Linked DNA regions of Ovis aries: region 1 is linked to region 2. A link is a contact called in public Hi-C data. All regions are on one chromosome and are shown on one strand. Each heading gives the region's core, a stretch centred on a gene start, on an enhancer-like site or on the middle of the called end of the contact. The rest is flanking DNA. Distances are from core to core; before and after follow the strand shown. Region 1 holds the start of MEIS1 (Meis homeobox 1). Region 2 has its middle 100 kb from the start of TRNAW-CCA.

The links. A called contact is a pair of places that touch in the nucleus more often than the background predicts.
Region 1: a contact with region 2 is called in a Hi-C map of hypothalamus, with 5 times the contacts expected there. The contact joins the promoter of MEIS1 here to the enhancer-like site in region 2. A contact is called at or near these places in 4 of 16 Hi-C or Micro-C datasets (hypothalamus, mesenteric adipose tissue, omental adipose tissue and 1 more).

Annotation. Positions count from the first base shown.
Region 1 is chr3:41,932,638-41,939,078 of ARS-UI_Ramb_v3.0, forward strand. It overlaps MEIS1 (Meis homeobox 1), which reads right to left and starts at 3,405. Exons shown (of 11, transcript XM_060413859.1): 1 at 2,722-3,405; 2 at 641-867. The coding sequence starts at 2,733.
Region 2 is chr3:41,685,344-41,691,074 of ARS-UI_Ramb_v3.0, forward strand. No RefSeq gene overlaps it. Among named protein-coding and RNA genes, the nearest start is that of TRNAW-CCA, 100 kb to the left of the region's middle. Within about 2 kb of position 3,513, at least 12 of the 54 cell types and tissues checked have an H3K27ac peak or open chromatin away from gene starts, as enhancers often do. A contact at or near this core is called in hypothalamus, where this site is marked.

The DNA of each region.
Region 1 (6,441 bases), core at 2,155-4,654, 250 kb after region 2:
AAACACAAAGTCCTAAAACGGCCAGAAGTTTCTTAAGGTCTGTAACAATTCACAGTGAGCTCCTCTCCTCGACTACAGTGGTCAAACTCCATAAATGCAAAGCCTGTTCCCCTTTGCCTGACCTGCAACTGTCCTCCCTTGATTTTATTGTGCGGTGGCAAGGCCAGCATACGGTGGCTGAGTAAACTTAGCAAGTCAGAACAATCAGTGGCTTAAAAGATTTTCCTTTAAACTAAAAGTTTCGTTGCAACACAAAGGCGCCTACGTTTAGAAATCCCCAACACTCTCCCCGAGAAGTCGAGCAAGTGAGGACTCCAACCCGCTGAACTACGGAGCCGGAGTCTGCGGGGGGTGGTGGGAGGCCGAGGGACCTTTGGCAACTTCCGCACGGCGACCCCTCCGCGGGCATGGCCTCGGAGGAGCTGGACACTGGACCCGCCCGGAGCCTGAGCGGAGACGGGGGCGGGGGGCGTCTGGGCTGGCCGCCTCCCCCAATCTCCATGCAAAGAGAATGAAAAGTCACCGAATAATGTACCTCCAAATCCAGAGAGCTCTGACTTTCCTCCTATCGAGGGCAAAGGGAAATGGGGAAAGAAAGCCTCGCCTCGAAACTGCTGAACCTGCTGCCCGTCGTACCTACCCATAAATGGCATCTTTATCTCTCTTTAAAGCGTCATTGACCGAGGAACCCATGCTGGGAGCCATGGCGTTGGTGTGGGCTGTGTGCGGATACTGATGCGAGTGCAGAGGAGGCCCGTGGTTCAGGTGGTGGACGGGCTGCATGGACCTGGCCGCATGCGGGTCCCCATACATCGTGGAGGGAATGCCTACTCCATCCATGCCCCCGTAATGGGGAAGATCGTCGTACTGCATGACAAACGGGAGAGAAACAAGATTCAGAAGGCCAGGCAGGCACATAGGGCAGACAGCAGGGCACGGAGCTTATACAACGTCAGTCCAGCTGGATCCTTAACCCCGAATTCGGGGGCCTGGCCTCTCTGTAATGGAGATTTCTCATTAAAAAAAAAATTTTTTTTAAGGTAAAAATTCTAGGATTCTCAGTGAGACTCGGCTAGATGGAATGGTCTTGCCCTAACTTGTGTCCCTATCAACTAGTCAGAAATTCAGGATCCTTTGGCAAGGAAGGAAGGAAGAAAGAAGGAAGAAAGGGAGGCATTCTCCCGGAGGGCGGAAGGTAAATTGTGCATGTCTCTAGAGGAGGAAATTCAAAATCACAATAATAAAACGTGCCAGGACAGTGCAACAAACCTGCCTAGTTTCACAGCCCCTTCCCATCAGGGAGAATTAAAAAAAAAAAAAGTTACGATGAGAACAGCTAAGCCAAGCACGTGAATTCAGACAGGCTTCTCATTTTATTTCCCTGCCAGCGTGGGGTTAGGCAGTCCTGCAAGACACTGCATTTCCTTTGCTCTCCAAGACAAACTCTGCAAAATCATACAAAACTAACTGCCCCCTTTATAAATGAAACTCAGAGAAGGGTAACTTCTCTTGGACATTAGGGCTGAATTTAGAATTAGCCAATATTACCCCCGAGTTAAAAGAAAATGTATAGTTGGAGCAGTTACACTACATTTTTTCTACTGCTATGAACTTTCTCCCTAAACTAGAAGGCAGTGAGGTAGATGTTAGTCATCAGGTTTAAAGCAAATTTAAAAGTAAATGCACATTCATTCTACCACCCCCCCATCTTCCTTCTCCAGAAAAACTACTTTCATATTGTCATTATTTTTGTGTGCAAAATTTAGCTATTGAGGTTTTTCTCATTGCTTCATTTCAGGCAAGTTCTTTTCCCAAGATTTGGAGGCACCGAGAGTGAAATGATTTTCAAAGAGGAATTGCCACTTTCATCTCCTTAAAGCCAGAGGTGTGAAAAGAGTTTGGAAGAACGCTGACATTTGCCTGAACCAAAGGAGTAAAGAAAAAATGTGTCAGCCTAGTAACTTTCTTTTGCAAACAGCGCTTTGAGGGCCAGGGCACAATTTATGCAAGGAAGGCTTTTTGTAGATCCCCTTTCTTTAAAGAAACTACCTCTGTTGGGTTGTCATTGTCTCACTTTACTCTCACTACATTTCCATTCAAATAGGAATATTGGGGAAATTAGTATTGCATTTTTAAAGTGAATAGTTGTGTGCTTAGTATCCAATTAGTGTAGGGCTTTGCTAAGAAAAACTTACAAAATATTACCTTGTATAAAAAGTCACGTACATTAAAATTACTTTAAAAAGATGAATGCTTTCCGACCCCCCCCAAAACTGTTGTACTATGACAGTTATTTGCTTAAAAATGCTAAACCCTTCCAGTGATATTAAAGAGCATAATCAATAACATATCAGAAGTTTCTCACTGCTTATTTTAGTTTAAAAATAGCTTTAAACTTCTGCTCCTTGAATGTTCAGGCTATATAACATCAAGTATCCAGCGCTTTTTGATTTTTAAACAGATGATTGTCCGAGCTTGTATTTTTATTTATATAGCTGCTGGTTAGGAACCTATAGGAAACTTGATTACTTGAATTAACAATTACATGTAACATGCATAAGTCTACAAATGCATTGACTAAATCCTCTTGCTTTAGGCCACGGCTTTAGGAGCCTCATTCAAAAAAAGACAGAGAAAAAAGGAAACTTTTTAGCAGTGTCTTTCAGCCACGTTTCAATTTAATCTCACATTTGAGTTCCACAATTGTTTTTTAATACGTACCCTTTGCGCCATCGGCCTCCCTGGCTCCCTTCCTACTTCAACTTCTAATATATCCTCTTTAAGGCCAGTGTGAAAAGAAACAAATACGTAAACTCCCCCGGAAAAAAAAAAAAAAAAAAGCACGACGAAAAATCCCTTAACGTCTCCAGCAACGTGAGCTACTGGTCCCAGATCTTCGGTCTACGGGACCTGAAGCAAAGCGCCCGAGTCACTGAGCATAAAAGCGCTCCGTTTCCAAGACAGCAGCAGGGGCAAGGAAAAAAAAAAAAAAAAAGCAGATCTTCTCTCCCCAAAAAATCAGTTAAAAAAAAAAAAAAGCGCGCCCCTCAGACCCAACTACCAAATCTCATGGCTTTCTGCCACTCCGGCTGTCAATCACAGGCGAGGTTGTCAACGTGGTGAATGAATGATCATCCGCTCTGTCTTCTTCTGGTCAGAACACCTCAAATGTGAATATTCAAATGCACAAAGCCCTAGCGTTCGCTTCCCTTGAATCAGTCCTAATTCCTAATCAGTTTCTCTCTTCTCTCGCTCGCTCTCTCTTTCTCTCTCTCTCTCTCTCCGTCTTTGCAACTGCTGCACTGGAGGGAGATTAGAGGAGGAGGTTTAAAAAAAATGTCTGTCTGAGTTTGTCTTAAAGGAGCCACGATCGATGCTGCCCGCTTGCAGTCCCCGTGCGTGTGTAAAGTGTGTGTTGCACAGGCGGAGAGGTGGATTCCGACCAGAATGCTAGAACCCGGAAGTAGTGGTGGCCATAACAGGTCGCGTCTTACACAATGCATTGGGCTGCAGCAAGTAGACTCCTCGGCAGGGGTGGGTGCGCGAAGCGAGCTCTGGCCGCACTGGAGAGGCAGAAAGGCGCTCCATTAAATCGCACGCCCAGGCACAAACACCCACACACCCAGGGCACACGCGCACAAGCGCAGGCAGAAGCCCCCCGCCGCCGGTTTTATTTTCCGTATTCTTTTCTCTCCCTCCCCCTCCAGACTCTCTCCCCAAAGCTCTCTTGAAATAAACCGGGAATAAACGCGGGACAAACCGCAGCGGGAGTGTTTTTTGCACAGGGTTCGGCGGATAGACTTCCTGACTTTCCTCGAAATTATTGGGGTCTGACTGTGTTTTTCGGGTCGGAGGGGGGGGGGGCTGATGCAGAAAGTAGTGGATTCTTAGAACCAATACTCCACGTATAAAAGTCAAACCGAGAGCGAAGAGGAAGAGGAGAGCAGGAGCAAGGCTGCGAAAGGGTCTGCTTAGGAGTTCTGAGAACGTGGGGTGGGGATGGCTGGGGCTTTCTGCAGATCTAGCTTAAGAGTTTTTTGTTTTGTTTTGTTTTGTTTTTGCTGTCAGAGGTGGACACTCGCCCCGAGAAAGCAAATGCTTGTCTTTTCTCATTCTGGGGGTCTGAACCTCCCCATCTCCTAGTCCCGGAGGCCCCAGCCCCAGCCCCGGCGTCCTGCGCGAAGTGAGAGAGGAAGGGAGGGAACAATGAGCCGAGAGCCGGGAATGTGCCCCCAGCGCCTGTTTACAAACACGAAGCTATTTATGATCGCTGGAAAGCGAAACCCGACTCGGGCTCGGAGCAGCCCAGACCTCGCGGATGGAGCCCGGGTCAGGAGCCGCGGGGAGTGAAGCTCTTTCTCCGACCGGCTCCCGAAGAGACGGCCGTGCGCCCAGGGCGCGGCGCGGCGCGGCGGGGTCGGCGCGCTCGGCTAGGGCTACAGCCGCGCCGCCTTTGTCTTCGAGGCGCCGAGGGGCTCCGGCCTCCGCCGTGCTCTTTCCGCGGCGACGCCCCGCGCTCTTCTTCCCGGACCTTCTTACCCTTACTCCGCTTTTCAGTCCCCAGTCCGGCGCAGGGAAAAAACTCCCAGTGCCAAAGAAAAAGAAATTCACTTCAGGGGTTGAAATTTCAGACAAAAAGCTGCCCCTACCCACAACTCGGAGGCCCCAACCAGCCACTAGTGTGAACTTTCTCCTTTTAAATACCTATTCTCCAGTTTAAACAAGAAAATTCCTTTTCTTTATTCTCCCACTCTAAACCTGTCTTTTATTATTGTATTTAGTGGTGCCATTTTCATTTTTCTGCCCGCCCGGCTCTGATATGCCGAGATGGCTCAGTCGTAGCCGCTCGACCAGCGGGCTGGAAACCTCACATCCCGGAGCAGGGCTCGCAGCTCGCTCGGCTCGGAGCAGGATTTTTTTTTTTCCTCCCTCGACAGAAACCTCGCAGAAAACTCCCCCTGCGGTCGACTGGAAAATGAGCTCACCCAAATCTCGGTAGGCAGCCGGGAGGAGGGCTCGACCAATCAGAAGGCGCCCTTGCCAAGGCTGCCGCGCATTGGCTGCGGGGAAAATCAATTATCAAATAATCGATCAGCAGGGAGCTTCGATCTGCCGGGAATGCAAACTGCCAGTCCCGATTCCCGCCCTGATGGTGGCCAAAAGGCTGACTCTCCCAAAGCAGCCGGCCCCTTGCTTGCTTCGCCCCTACCTTCTTCCCACACGGCCAGCTGCGGACCAACCCTCACCCCGAAGCGGGGGAGGTGTAAGTAGGGAGAAGAGTTTTGAGAAAGATTAGGGCTCGCATCCTCAGAGACTGGAAAAGATCAGGAGTTCTAACATGTAAGAAGACAACTCTAAACGCGCAAACTAAAAGAGAATTCTCATCAGTCCAAGAGACAAAACTCAAGTTTCTGTTTAAGTGGGCTTTGGAGGAGCAGGGGACCCAGGGCGAACATCAGAACATAGATCTGGAATCAGGTTGCACTGAGCGCACGTACCTCCCTTCCCTAAGCGACGAGTATTGCCTCTTTTACTACTTCTCCTGAGTCAACGCCCGGTTCCCTCCAAGAGTAGAGTTTTCATAAAGTCGAGCATCTCAGCTTTCCCAGCCTCGCGCACATCATCCCCTCCCCAACTCCGAACTCGCCCCAAGTGTGTCCGAAGGACAGACAAGTTCTCCCAAGGCGGATGCGTTTTGCCTTGAAAGCGTTCTCTTTTAACTACTCATCCTAGGATCCCTCATCATTTGCATCTCTTTCTTCTTCTTCCTTACCACCTCACTCCCCAAGTTTTAAGATCTTTTACTTTCCTCCATCCGAAACAAATGTAGAGTTTTCTGGTGCAAACTCCTCGATACGTCACGCGTGAGGTGAAGGCAGGGCCGCGTGTCAGTGCGGAGAGGGTCCAGGTGAATTACCAGCGCCTTTATGCCACTGCCTGACACCACCACTCCACCCCGCACCTCTTCACTCCCCTACTCCCCAGCCCTTCCCCAATGTGAACTTGGAAACAGAATTTCAGGCCAAAATAGAAACTCCCGGTCTCGAGGAAGACTATTTCTCTGTTTAATTCTCGGGAGGCTGCGCGGACTGGGCCAGGAAAGGCAATCCTTTTCCGATTGCAGAGAGGACCGAACTGGGCCGGCCGTCTTCCTGGAACCTCAGCCGGTCTCGGCCAACACCTGGGCGCCTTCCGACGGCTGCTAGGTGGGCTGTAAGCTCGATTTCTCCAGCAGGCCCGCTGGGCATAAGCGCGAGTGGCGGCAGTGGGGAACGAAGTAGGGGGTGGGGGCGTCAAGCCAAACACTGACATGGGCACAGCTACATTTATGATTCTAAAATGAACTGCGAAGGGAATTGTGTAAGTATAATCTAACCGAGAGAAATTTACTGCGAAATGCATTTTGGTGACCGTAGTCTTTAACAGTCCTAGGGGTTCTCG
Region 2 (5,731 bases), core at 2,263-4,762:
TAAATGGAGATTATAATACTTCATTTGCCATGTTATTATAAAGGTTATCCTCCAATTAAAAATTAAAAAAAAAAAACTACCCATCAAGAATGAAAAAAAAAGATTAATATGTATCTAAAGTACCTGACAGGTTGCTTTCCAAAAGAAAGTGCTCAATTAGTGGTGATCATTACTATGATTGTTTCCATGTAAGGATTTGTCTAAGGCAAGGCTAGAATGTAGCAAACAGTCTGGGCAGCCAGCCCAGTTACTCTCTTGGCAGTTTTTCCCATAAAATTCTCTTACCTACATGGAATTGTCACTACATTTCAACCCAAGAAGGTCCTTTTGAGGAATATGAATTGGGCTTAAAAAAAAAAAAAATCAGTTCTTTATTTGCCAAAAAAATAACCTAGAGAAATGAGATAAAAATTCTATATATGAAAAAAATTTTTAACTCTATATATGTACATGATAAAATTTAAAATATTGACTGAAAACAACAAGTGTCACATTTCCCAGATTCTTCTTTTTTTAATTTAATTTTTAACTTTTAGGACAACAGCTTTACAATGTTGGTTTCTGCCTTACAACAATGCGAATCAGTCATACTTATACATGTATCCTCTCCCTCTTGGTCCCTTCCTGTTCTCCCCTATCCTACCCCTCTAGGTCATCATACATTTCCTAGATTCTTAAGTGACTGAGGCAAGTGCGTGGTGTGGCTCATCACCTCCGAAGCAGAATCAGGTCAGATGAATAGTAGAAGGGATGGGGATGTTTTCAGCCATAGTCACCACGTTCAAGACTTTCCATTATGACCATATATTTGTCCACAGGGGACACATGTCCCAAGAAGGATAGTCTTTCTGGAATCATAGAAAACTTTGAGATTTGAAAATTCAACAGAAAAGACTTGAACTTGGTAATAAAGTAGAAACGGTAAAGATTGAAGGCCATGTACGCATTTATTTATCACTTCGTCATTCCCAACTCCTTCAGACATATTTTGCTTGAGGATTCAATGTGGTGACTAACAGCATGGTTATTTAGGAAGAGACCTTTAGATCTGAAAAATTACAGTAGAATAGAATTTCTAGGAAAAGGTTTCATTTACCACACACACACACACACACACACACACACACACAGCATACATACACAGAGTTCAAAACACAAACCAATACACTTAAGGAAGAAAGACATCGGAAATAAACAAATGAAATTTATTGTTTAATTTGATTGCCTCAAAGATAATATGTTCAGTAAGGATATGAGTATAACCAATATGGAAAAAGTGAAAAAAAAAATTAAAAGGAGGAAGCAGTGCCAACCTCATCCTTTAGAAATAAGGAAAGATGTTTCGAGACAAAAATCTTTTCCTCTCCACACTAAAGATTCTTGGCCTGTTCAGTTCTCGTCTCGAGCATGGCTGCAGAGCATCAGATTGACTAGTTCTTGTTCCTTCCAAGCGCCCGCCCCCTACCCATGCTTATCTGAATATATAAGCCTGCGCTTTGCTCAGATTTATGGGTCGGGCCAGAGCTGTGTGTATTTACAGTGTTCTGACCTGCAGACCCTGGGCTGAAGGAGAAGAGGAGGAAACCAGGCCCATTCCATAAACAGAGACAGATATGAGGGGGAGGTAGAAGGCCTTGCTAGCACTTAACATTTTTAACTATTTGGCCAAGCTTAAGAATTAGTGATTAGATTAGAGCAAGAGTAGAACGAGAGACCGGAGTGCAGACTTGGTGGGGGGAGTAAACTGTATTTTTGCTGGTTACTGGGAGGGCCTAGGTTGGGGGATGGGAGTGGGGTTAAATGTCATGTGGAAGGTCTGAGAGAAAATTGATAACTCAGATGCAGAGGGAGCTATAAAATGCTTTGGGAAGGCAGAGGGTGTACAAAGAGGAGGATATAAACTGCCTTCAATAAGTTGGAAAATTTCTCCAACCACAACTTGCATTTCTGGCGTGAAGCAGGACTGCTTGCATTCTTTAAACTGTAAAGGGTCATCGAAGAAAAATCTCCTTTTCCGTGCTTAAATGAGAACACATTGCCGTAGATTACCAAACCTAATCAGTTGTGAGCTGAAATATTCTTCTCAGGGTCTGGTGGCCACTTGAAAGCAATTCCATTTTCAAACAGGAGTGCTTGGTAAAGGGACCACCCCCATGCAGAGCTCTGGTCCACGCCCCAGTTCAAACGGGAAAGAGCATGCAATGGTCTTCCCTTCTGCCTCCCCCTCATATCATACCTTAAGCAGTGCTTGGCACCCAAAACCTGAACCCCACACCCCCAGGCTGGCATCTTTACCCATGAACCAAATGTGAAAGTACAACTTCTGTCTGGGCCGTTCTCAAATAATCTACTTGCTGGAAAAACTTGAGTGCATGCAGAGAACCTGGCCTACTGACTGACTAAATTAGAAGTAATCTGGCATCCATAAGGAAAGGCCTCCGTATTCACTGGAGACCTCCAAAGCAAAGCAACTGGGACAACACAGTAAGTGGCTCATCCGCAAATCAATTTACATTGCAACAGAGCAGAGAGCTGCGGTGTACGTGATTTAACCCGTGATTGGAGACTTTGTGAAATACCACGAAATGGTTTCCTTTTGCTCATTTTAATATCAAGCAATCTGGTTCATATGATGTCCCCTGTTAAAGCATCTGCTAGAATGATATTGCTTGACTGGACTATTTTCTAAGGTACACTCTGGATCCTGAAGAGTATTCTTCCTATTCTAAATGGGTCTGTGTGACTTGGATTAAACTAGCACTAACAATTGCATGAGAACACGTGTGTGCTTAGTACTGGTTGTGGCACTTCATAAATGTTCGTTTGTTTATGAGGGTTACATTATTATTAAAGTCATGAGTTGGAAATAAAAAGGAGAATTGACTCTACAACCGAACTTCGAAAAATTGTATGATCCAAAACTACACTGAAATGTATATTTTCTATTTATGTTTGGCATTTTCTGTTCAAAATTAAAATTCAAAGCAGTAGAGCTAAAGAAGGCATTTGAATTATTCTGTCAGTGCGAACTGAGTACACAGCAGTGAAAACTTGGGCCAAAGGTAATGAATGGGAAGCAGCTATCCTAAACAGGTTGCATTTCTAAAGTCAAATGAAATACGTGATATTCTAGAAAACTTACTTTTTATTACTATCATTTTTTAACTTTCCCCTAAAATAACACAACTTCTGCTTTGTCAATAATGCATGCTCAAAACAGATGCAAGCGCATGATGAGGATTTGGGAGGAATTTGGGGACTATTCCATCGCAGCTAAAATGCTTTTCTGTGTCATTTCTGTTGAGATCCATTTGCCGGCGAAATCATTTTTTTCTCTAATATGGTGTGGATCGCAGCAACAGTTCAGATGTAACCATTTAGGAGCAGAGGCCTAACAGTATGCCAGGAAAAAAAAAAAAAATGCACCACAAAGAGCATTGAGATGAATGGCTCTATTTTATGAGCCATAAAAGTTTTATTCATCTTGACACTGAAACAGGTTTAGGCAGTGAGTTGACACGCCTTAAATAAATAAGTGGAATTAATTCGCCAGCCCTTGAAACAATAGCAGCATGCACAGAGCACGGAGAAATGCCCCATTGTTTCCTGGCCGCCTGATATTGATATTATTTGTGTTTTCTGTGCTGCTGCCTCAGGGGCCTGGTTGATCCACTTCAGATTCATCCCCTGTTTTATTAGAGGTTGAAAAAGGTTCAAGACCTGTTTGTACCACAGCTCCCACCGACAGCTAAGGAACCAGTTTGGCGTCTGGTTTGTCTGTTGTTTTACTGCTGACCTTCAAATCAACTTTAACCCCTGACCTCCAGAGGCATCTATCATGACAAGAGCCTGTTTAACACAAATGGTGCCCATTTATAGGGGAAGAGACTCAGAAGATTTCCTTTTTATGAAGAATTTAGTTTTTCACCCCTCTTTTCTCAGTCACCACAGGTGAAATCTCTCTCAGCAGCTGGCTTATGAAATAATGGGAAGGGAGGCCTTAATGAGCAGAAAGCACCCTCAGCTGGAGATAAATATATGCAAATGAGATGCACAAACAAAGGAGCCTGGACAGAGAAATATCTGCAATTCCAGCAAAATGCTGCCTGCAGCTCGAAGATGAACAGCTTTGATAAAATGGTAACAAAAAGCACCTTTTTATTCTCCAGCGTGTTTTACATTGCAATAGGCCATTGTCATTGCAAGCCAGTGGAGCATGCAGGGGTTTTCTGCGCTGTTTCAGAAAACTGTTTAAACATTTGTTTTAAGGCATTCATGAAATATAATCAATGGACTGCTTCTGTGTTGTTGCCATGATTTTTTTTTTCCTGAGTGTGTTTTAGACGTGACTGTCCTTCTTTTACCTGTTGGTCTTTTCATAGTTTCATAGGCCTCTCTCTTTTGGTGACTGTTTCTTCCACAGACCAGAATTTTTTTTTTTTTTAATTTCAATGAAAAGAGATTTCAAGTTAATAACTAGTAGGAATCTGCTTTGAGCCACCACAGAGCAACACCAAACAACTAGTGTTAATGATGGCAATCAAGTGTGTAGAGCTAATTCAGAGATAGGCATGTAACATGCTGATTTTAATAAGCTTTAAAAAGGCAATCTCTAACTTTTAAAAGTCTCCTTTTAATTCAACCATCCTTGGCTCATATGATACCAAAACAAACAAAACCATTAAAATATGTTTTCAATATATAGCCACAGTGTTATTTGATGGTATTTTCAACTAGCATTGTGTTGGGAAAATATTGATTTGATGAGCTTTAAAAATGGAAAAGCTAAATTCATTAACCTATTTATGGGGGGAGCGGTGGGGGGCGGGGTGGGGAATAGAAACTTTTTCTTTTTTTTCTTCAAAGGAATTAAGCCCCAATCCCAGTCTCTTGCCGGAAGACAGGCTGGACCCAGGACAGAGAAATTGCTGCACATGAACATATGTATGATGTTTAGGTTAATAATCAAAGCAGTTAAGGTGAGAGATGTAAGACTAGACACTTTACATGTATCAAAATACCATCACTCTAAAAGCTCTGCAATATTTGGTTTTCATTTATAATCCAATCTTCACATTCTGAGTAAAGATGTACAGTCCTTTACCTAAATTATTTCATCTTGGTTGCCTGGATTGGAGCAGAGACATTTCTTCTGAGTACTGTGGAGCTTTCACATTTTATGTGCATTTCATCAGGCAAATGTCAAATTTGCTAATAACAAGAAAATCTCCTCATTTTTAATCATGCCACTCCTGTTGCATGGGTTGGGGGTGGGGGGAGGAGGGAGTGGAGGAGGAAATATAAAGCATTGAGCAGTCTGACCAAAGAGCAGAAGGAGAAAATGTTTCTTTGGGTTTGGAAATGACACATGCTCGGTTATCTCCATGCCTGCATCAGCACATCATTAAATTCAGAAATTCAGGAGTTAATAGAAACTTGGTTCTATTAGAGATGCTTTTGCCAGCCCAGGTTTGAGGCAGCATAATTATGCTCAACTGCTGTTGTTTGGAAAGGGCAAACAGCATCTTAGGCACAGAACAATGAAATTACAGCTGAGATTTAGGTTAGCAAAAGCCGTCTTCTCTAGGCTTTTATGATTCATTATTTCCCATTAAATACAGTATTAGAAGTGTACACTAGATAGCTCATGGTTGCTGCTCTCAGAGCACATTATCTATATTACACAGGTCTGGGGAGCAGAATTAGAAAACTTTGGGGGAATGAGCAATAT